Regions from separate parts of the Culex quinquefasciatus genome. Here region 1 is linked to region 2. A link is a contact called in public Hi-C data. All regions are on one chromosome and are shown on one strand. Each heading gives the region's core, a stretch centred on a gene start, on an enhancer-like site or on the middle of the called end of the contact. The rest is flanking DNA. Distances are from core to core; before and after follow the strand shown. Region 1 holds the start of LOC6049260 (transcription factor GATA-4). Region 2 holds the start of LOC6040673 (GATA-binding factor C).

The links. Hi-C and Micro-C count contacts between places; a contact is called where the count stands out from the background.
Region 1: a contact with region 2 is called in a Hi-C map of whole body, with 9 times the contacts expected there. The contact joins the promoter of LOC6049260 here to the promoter of LOC6040673 in region 2. A contact is called at or near these places in 2 of 2 Hi-C or Micro-C datasets (both in whole body).

Annotation. Positions count from the first base shown.
Region 1 is chr1:42,704,092-42,707,562 of VPISU_Cqui_1.0_pri_paternal, forward strand. It overlaps LOC6049260 (transcription factor GATA-4), which reads left to right and starts at 1,826. Exons shown (of 7, transcript XM_038266851.1): 1 at 1,826-2,924. The coding sequence starts at 2,684.
Region 2 is chr1:42,257,683-42,261,544 of VPISU_Cqui_1.0_pri_paternal, forward strand. LOC6040673 (GATA-binding factor C) reads left to right here and starts at 1,857. Exons shown (of 8, transcript XM_038252301.1): 1 at 1,857-2,585.

The DNA.
Region 1 (3,471 bases), core at 576-3,075, 450 kb after region 2:
GTGCAAGTCATAAGCACTCTGATAGTATTTTGTGAAATTTGTTAGCTGTAAAAACAACACAGTTTTATATTTTTAATTCTCAAATTTATTAAATTTAATTTATCTTAATAATTCATTGACAGTTTTTTTTATACCATGGTGTCATATCGGCAAAGTGTACGGATTTTTGCTCAGCAAGAGTTGGTAGCCTTAATCATAATATTACTTTAACTCAACCCGTTAACTTTATTAGTTAAAATAAAAAAAAACAAATTAAAACGATGAAATTGAATTGCTGCAAATTGGAATGAAATATTAAAGTTGTTTTAAGGTCAATTTGTAATAATTGTAAACTTGAAATAAAATTTTACAGCGAATACACACTTAAATTTGTATTGTTATGCTCTTTTAGCAGAAACAAACGGTCGTTATACATGAAATAACAATAATTCAATTTGAATCATTTGCTCACAAGTGCATTAATTTCAAAAATAAACACTAGATCGTCTCGTTGTTCACCGTCGGCAACCAAGCAGCGTTTGATATTAACTTATTAATTCTAAAACCATCGCCATAAACTTTACAAGCGAGCCGTAAAATTTTACCGCCCAGCACACTTAAATTTCACCAAATTTAATAAAAATAAAGCGCACACTCTGACACACATCTCCCGCGTTCACATCAATCCAAAAAATAAAAATTAAAAAATCAAATAAAACCACGCTTCTATTCACCACTTAAGACTGCAGCATTATACTATGGCCGCACTTTATTCGTCATCCCACACCACACACACCCCGCGGGGGAACAAAATTTGTAATTAAATGGCGCGTAAAATTGTACCCGATTATACCGACGCGGAACGACGCCAGAAGACGCCACTTTTTCCCTCCGGAACAAAAAAAAAACGTTTGAATCACACCTCAGAAGCCACCACCCTCGAACACAATGTCTTTGCCGCATGAATTTTCATTTCAATTGGACACCGAAAGTCTTCCTTTTCTGGACAATTGTTTGCCTGGGCTGCCCAAAATTAACACATTCGACAGTCAAAACACACATTTTCATCGCCACCACAAAAAGAACCCCTTTCTTTTCCCCTTTCGTTTTCCCTTTTTCCCACTCTGACAGTTTGAACAAAACGAAACGAAACGAAAATCTTATTGTTTTCCATTTTCCCCCTTCTTCGACGAGTCCTCTTCTTGTCCGTTGCGACGACGACGACGACGACACGACGCATCAAGCTGCTACATGTCAAACAACGTTGTCGTCCGAAGCGGGGGTGAAACGTCGTTTCCTCCTCATTATGCGACTGCAACTTGGCCAATGTCACTGCACAAGCTCAACACACACAACGAATCAACAGACAGACAAACGAGGTCCTCTTCAGGAAAGCTCAACCACAGCGAGTCCTCCAACGCACGGGAGAAAACAACGTAGAAGAAATTACCAGCGAAAAACAAGAAAGAAAAGAGAATACGTCAGACTCCGCCCTCGACCAACACAAGCAAACGTGTACGGCGAAGAGCAACGGTGAGCCGATGTGATGTGACGTGCGCTGGCGCTCCGCCCCTTTCGATTCGATGTTCCCTTTTGCCAGTTCGTTCAGTTCCAACCGTAGCAGCCGGTTTCGCTGGTGCTCCGGTGCAGCGCGGTGGTTTCGCTGCTAGTCGGGGTAGCCTACTGCGATATCGATGTGTTCGTGACTGGCGTTTTGCCTCGGTGTTGGTTGCTGGGCTGCTTGCACGGGCTTCTGGTGCTGGGTTTGCTGGTGTGTTGTGGTGCCGTTGTGTGGGTTGCTGCGGGCTCGGTCTCCCTCGGTCTGAATGGGTAGGTGTGTTACACAACCATAGTTCAACAATTAATGCCTTCAGTCGACCCCAGGCCGTCGTCGTGGTTGCGCGGTTTTTTTCCTGTGTTGTGCGAGCGTTTACTTCGAGCGTTTTTTCGAAGGTAGCTGAGGACACGATCGTCGCGCTCCTCTCTTCTTTGTGGCGTTGCTTCTTCAGAGACACCTTGCGCGATTCGAATCTTCGGGGTTTTCGGGGGTGTACGGAACCTGAGCACGCAGCAAACAAAACAAAGTGAGCGCTCGGGATAAACATCTATCTCCCGGAGCAGTGTGACGGTATCCTTTGGGTTGCGGGAGCTCCGATTGCGCGCGCGAGGAAGATTCGACGAGTGTGTATTTGTGTCCAGGAAGGGGTATTTGAGTGGGCACGATTGCCAGGCGATCCGTTTCGCCTTTAATCATGCTAAGTGTTAATCCATTAAAATCGTGAATAGACGCCGCAGCGCAGAGTGTCATCAAACACTGGATTGAATAGATTCGTGGGTTGACGTGTGGAAGTTGGTGAAGTTGGTCAAGCCCGCCGTACAGCAGTGGTGCAAACACCGAGATATGGCGCTTATGCAAAGTGCGTACCGAGCCGTTCGCCAGCAAGCTGAAACGATTTAAACGGCCGACGAGCTGGATGCTGGATGCAAGCGAGTTCACGGTGAAGAGCATCCAGCGGGCTCGCTCCAGCAGCAGTTCCGTTGTGCAAGCTGAGACGAAGCCGTCCGGAAAACAAAGAATTGATTAGCGACTAAGTGAAGTGGTACTCGGCAAAAGCTAGAGGAAGAAGAAGTGGACCAAGAATCCACAACAACCAGAAAAAGTGCAGTGTAGAACAAGAAGACTAACAAAAAACCCCAAGTCAACATGATGGATGCATCGGCGGTGGAGGCTCGCGGCTGGTACGACAACCAGCGGCTAGCCGCCGAGAGTTCGCTGGGGCCGTCGGCAGCTGCAGCGGCGGCTGCGGCCGCTTCGCTCGGTCAGCAATCGGCGGCGGCGGCCGGAGTTGGCGACGCGTCCGACATGAACGCGTTCTATCGGTTCGAGAACGGAGCGGCGGCCGCAGCCCACCGACGGTACTACCCGACCGGATACGGAACGCACGGTGAGTGTGACGGTGGCGACGGCGGCGTAATTTGATTTTCGAAGCTGATAATCTCGATTGTGCATCGCGGGGATTGTATTCAAATCAGAGCGGTTGGTGTTGCGGGGTTTGTGTCATTGGAAGCGGGTAGTGTGACGTAAAGTGTAGGAGTTCCGGGCAGGAAACGGTGCAACGCGTTTAACGCGGCAATTTTGAGACAAACAGTGTTGAGTTGATTAAAAATATTTACCTTTCACGAGTTTGCACGAGTGCACCGGTGTTGATGGCATGATCAACCGACGTTACATTTAATGTCAGTTATCGAACATCGTGTTACAAATCGCCCAGAAAATTGGCAGTAATAGCAAGTTGTAGCAGAACGAAAAATCTTTTCCTGCGATCGGCTAATCAATCTCGCAGCGTACTAGTTAAATCAAATCTTCCAAGAATTTGTTCTCATCGGGATCTCGTGTTAATCTAGTGATTCAACGTCGCTCCAACTGGAATGATGTTTCACTTAGTGTCGATGAATGGATAAAGAATTTTCGATGCTCCCCGTGCGCGCTTG
Region 2 (3,862 bases), core at 607-3,106:
ATTAAAAAGTCGAAATTTCGCCTGAAATTTGTTAAAAATAGTTTTGTTTACAAAATTATCGATTTCTATTGCATTTTATACTGAATTCGAAGCACGAATCACAAGTTTTCAATTTTACATGAAATTTGTTCAACTGAAAATGCCTATAAATTTTGAGTGTGTTTAAAAAACACATATTATTTATTATTTACAAACTTATTTAACCTTCTCCTAGTGGAAAATTGTTCAAAGTATCCGAAAATGCATTCCATTTTCCGATTAAAAATCATGATCATTGAGAAAATCATGACACTTTGAGAAGTTTAAAATAATGACTTCCATCAACATTTTCTTAACTATAGTTAACTAACTTTATAAACCTTTCAAAAATTTATGAAAAGTTCTTCTTGAAGTACTTTGAACACTTCTCTACCACGGTCAGTATGTTTCTGAACCATTCCTTACGTATTTTAAATGTACTCTTCATTTTGCGGAAAAATCGCAAACCTATCAAAGTCACCCCGTTTTACGGTACAGTTTTTTCTGAGTCCTGTTAAACTTTAAGAGTTTTCATTATTTGAGTGGATAGTTCCCGTTAAATTAAAAAAAAGTTTTTTGTTCTGATTTTGATTTTAAATATAATTTTTGAAAAGTGAAAAGTCAACTTAGGGGATTATTTGAATGTAAAGAATCTCAGAGATTCATGCATCTCATGGAACAATCCCGCTAATTTGTTGAGTTTGAGTAGTTTATTTTCAGAGTTTTTTTTAAAAGGTCCTATAAGCTATTGTGTTTCATATGTTCTTGGTCCTATACCTATTAAAAAAAACTCTGGTTACGATCTTTTGGCCCTAAATTGCGTTATGGTATGAAAATCAGTCCAGGTTTGGCAAGTTTGTCTCTCATTCCTTCCCCATTCAATCTAGATCCATTCCATTCTCCTGCGGTTACCCCCTTCCACGCCAAAAGTGGCAAAACGCCACCGAATAAGGACGTGTCTGGAGTAACAACTCTTCATCAACCGAGCGCTGTGTTCTGCGCGACGTTACATCCCGCACGCGTTTGCTGACTCCTGTTTTCATCCATAACATCGCAGTAGGCTCTTGCATACGAGGCTATCGATGCTGCTGGTCTCGCTGAAGACACTTCCACAGCCCACCTACACTCTCTACCCTTGCGTGGTGCTTGACACGCTGTCAATCAGACACATTGTGCGAACTCATCATTTTTTTTGCTGCTCTGTTCTTCTTGGAGACACTCTAACAAGAAGGCGAACGACGCTTCACCCGACTCGATGAAGTTCAAACCCTATTGTTGAGGGAGGGGAACTCACTTGAACGGAGCTCGGGGACATCTGCTAGCCCTCTAATTCGAGAGGTGCCGCGCGCACATTGTCAAACTCCTCCAGTTAGGACACCGGTGTACAACACAACGAGATCCATCGATACAACACAATTCAATTAGTTCATTGTCATCGGCGAACGCATCGTACCGACACCTCGTGTGTCGCACCAGACGGCGGCGTTACACAGCCATGCAACATCGGAGTAGGCTGCGAGAGCGAAATTCCCTTTTTGTTCGGCGCGTTCGTTGCACACTGTGTTCGTTCGTGTGCACGACAAGACCGGTTTTGGCTGGGAGACGCCCCGTTTGGGGGTACGGTTGTGTTGGTGCTGCGTACGGATACGGCGTGACCACGCCCTTTTGCGGGGGTTTGACTGTGTGCGTTACGGCGCGTCGTGCCGTGTTTTTATTGTGCCTCTGCTGCGCACTGTGTTTACAGTGTAGATAGGAGGTTCGTGGCACTAATACAGGTTTGGCGGGCAGGTTGCGATTACTTCCTCTTTCGGCGAACCTCTCACACCAGGTTCAGATCGTGAGGCACGAGGGGGTTCTGCACATTTTGCTCCGGCTGCGGCCACATTCTGGATGCACAACGGTGGATCCGTGCCGTGTGGGCGCGCGCTACGGTAGTGTGCGTTGCACAGCCGTACCTCTACGGGGGCTAGCTTCAGTCGGTCTAAGACCGTTGTCGTGGTTGCGCGCTTTTATGTTGGAAAGTTCGGTTTTTGCCCGCACACTGCACTTTTGCATCACACACTCACACTCACGCCAGGGATTTGACGCGTTCGCGTTCTAGGTGCCCCCCCTGGAATCCGTGCCAGCTCGGTCAATCCAAACAAAAACAATGCTCCAGACCTAGGCTCAACGGGTCTGTCCTCTGTCCTTTCCTGTGTTCCAGCAGAGTTTGACGTCTGAGATTTTCCGATTCGCCCAGGGACAGCTCCTTCGCCATATGGTTCCACGCGCGTAGTCCGTTCGGGGTGTCCGTACCAGGAAGCCGGAACCTTACGCGGGCGTTACGGGTGCGCGTTACGCTCTCCAGTTAGGTCAGTTTGATTGCAGTGACAAGTGTAGTGACAGCCTCAATAATCGTTCAGTGTGAATAGGCGAAGATCCGCCGTGAAGATATCGGCGAGAGCCGGCTTTCAGGTCGAAGATTCTTGTACGTTGATAGCGCGCCGCGTTCGCCGCACAGTTCGGAACTCGTGGAAGAATTTGGAACCTTAACACGGTAGCGGTCGCTGCTGTCGCGGAGATTCGAGGTAATGACACAGTTATTCCGGAACGGTCTATCCAGGATCTAGTGTGTCTTCGCTGCGAGATTATCGGGCCGATCTTTACGATGTAATTAAGAGCCCCGTGTACACACCTTGCGCGTAGCGGAGACTGCCAAATATTTTTGACGCAGTGGGTTGTGGTAGTGGTGGCGCTGCCGTTCGGCCTTCACGCGTGTGTTTGTACGTCAATAGCCGAGACACACCTGTAGTAGTCGGGGCAGGGTCTCTCCACTCTACCTCCGCGCAAACGGACGAATGAAGCTATAACAATTTGGGATCGTTATCGGAACTGTTCACTTATCGGAGGAGACCCGCTCGCTCACGCTAGATTGGCCATAAATTCAAACAATATTGACAGGCCCGAGCCCGAGCTACGACTCCGGAGGTTATGTGCTGTAACGGTGCCCGAATTTTTGCAGCGTTTTGCTCCACTTTACAGCGTCTCACCTGCCCAATTGCCCTCGCGAATTGCACTGTCTGGTCCAAACATTTGTGGCCGTGTCGTAAATTCGAAGAACACAAACCTTCTTTTTTTTCGTCGGTGGCTCATTGACCGTGGAAACGGGTGGAATCAACCCAACGCAACGGTTAACGCGCCGCCTCGGTCAGTGGAGATTCGAACCGGCCGATACAATTGTGTATTGAGTTATAGGCGCCAATCAAGTTTTAATTGCTGGGTGAGCGCTGGATTACTCCCCCTCCCTCCCTTGCCGTTTGCACCCCTGGCCACCCTGTCACAGCGAGGGTTGTGACAACCTGGGCCGGCGGCGATCGGTGAATCGGTGGTCAGTTTTATCGAGTGAGATAATCCGTTTTCCATTTGTTTACACTATCGCTGAAGTAGTACTCCCGTTGCGGTTATTGTTTGTTGTAGGTGTGTAATTAGTGATGATTGATAGGTAGAACAAGTGCAAGGCGTTGCAATTTTGATGTGAAGATGATCTGATCTTGTTAAGTTTAAGAATGCGATTTGGACGTTGAAATAAAGTGTTGCAAAAAATGTTATCAAAATTGTTCTAGATGTTTGAAGAATCGCCCTTTAATTAGATTAAGTAAGATGGAATGAGATCAGTCTTCTTCATGTTTTTCACACTTGAGATAGTCAAGATTGAATTTGTTGATTATTATGCTGCCCATGTTCGCATAAATGTCCCATATGCAAAAACAGCAAGCTGAGAAAAACGCATTTAAAGTTTGTCCCACACATAAGGCTACGTGTTAAGTTTTCGCGAAAAACTGGATTTCCTCTTGATTTCTAGAAC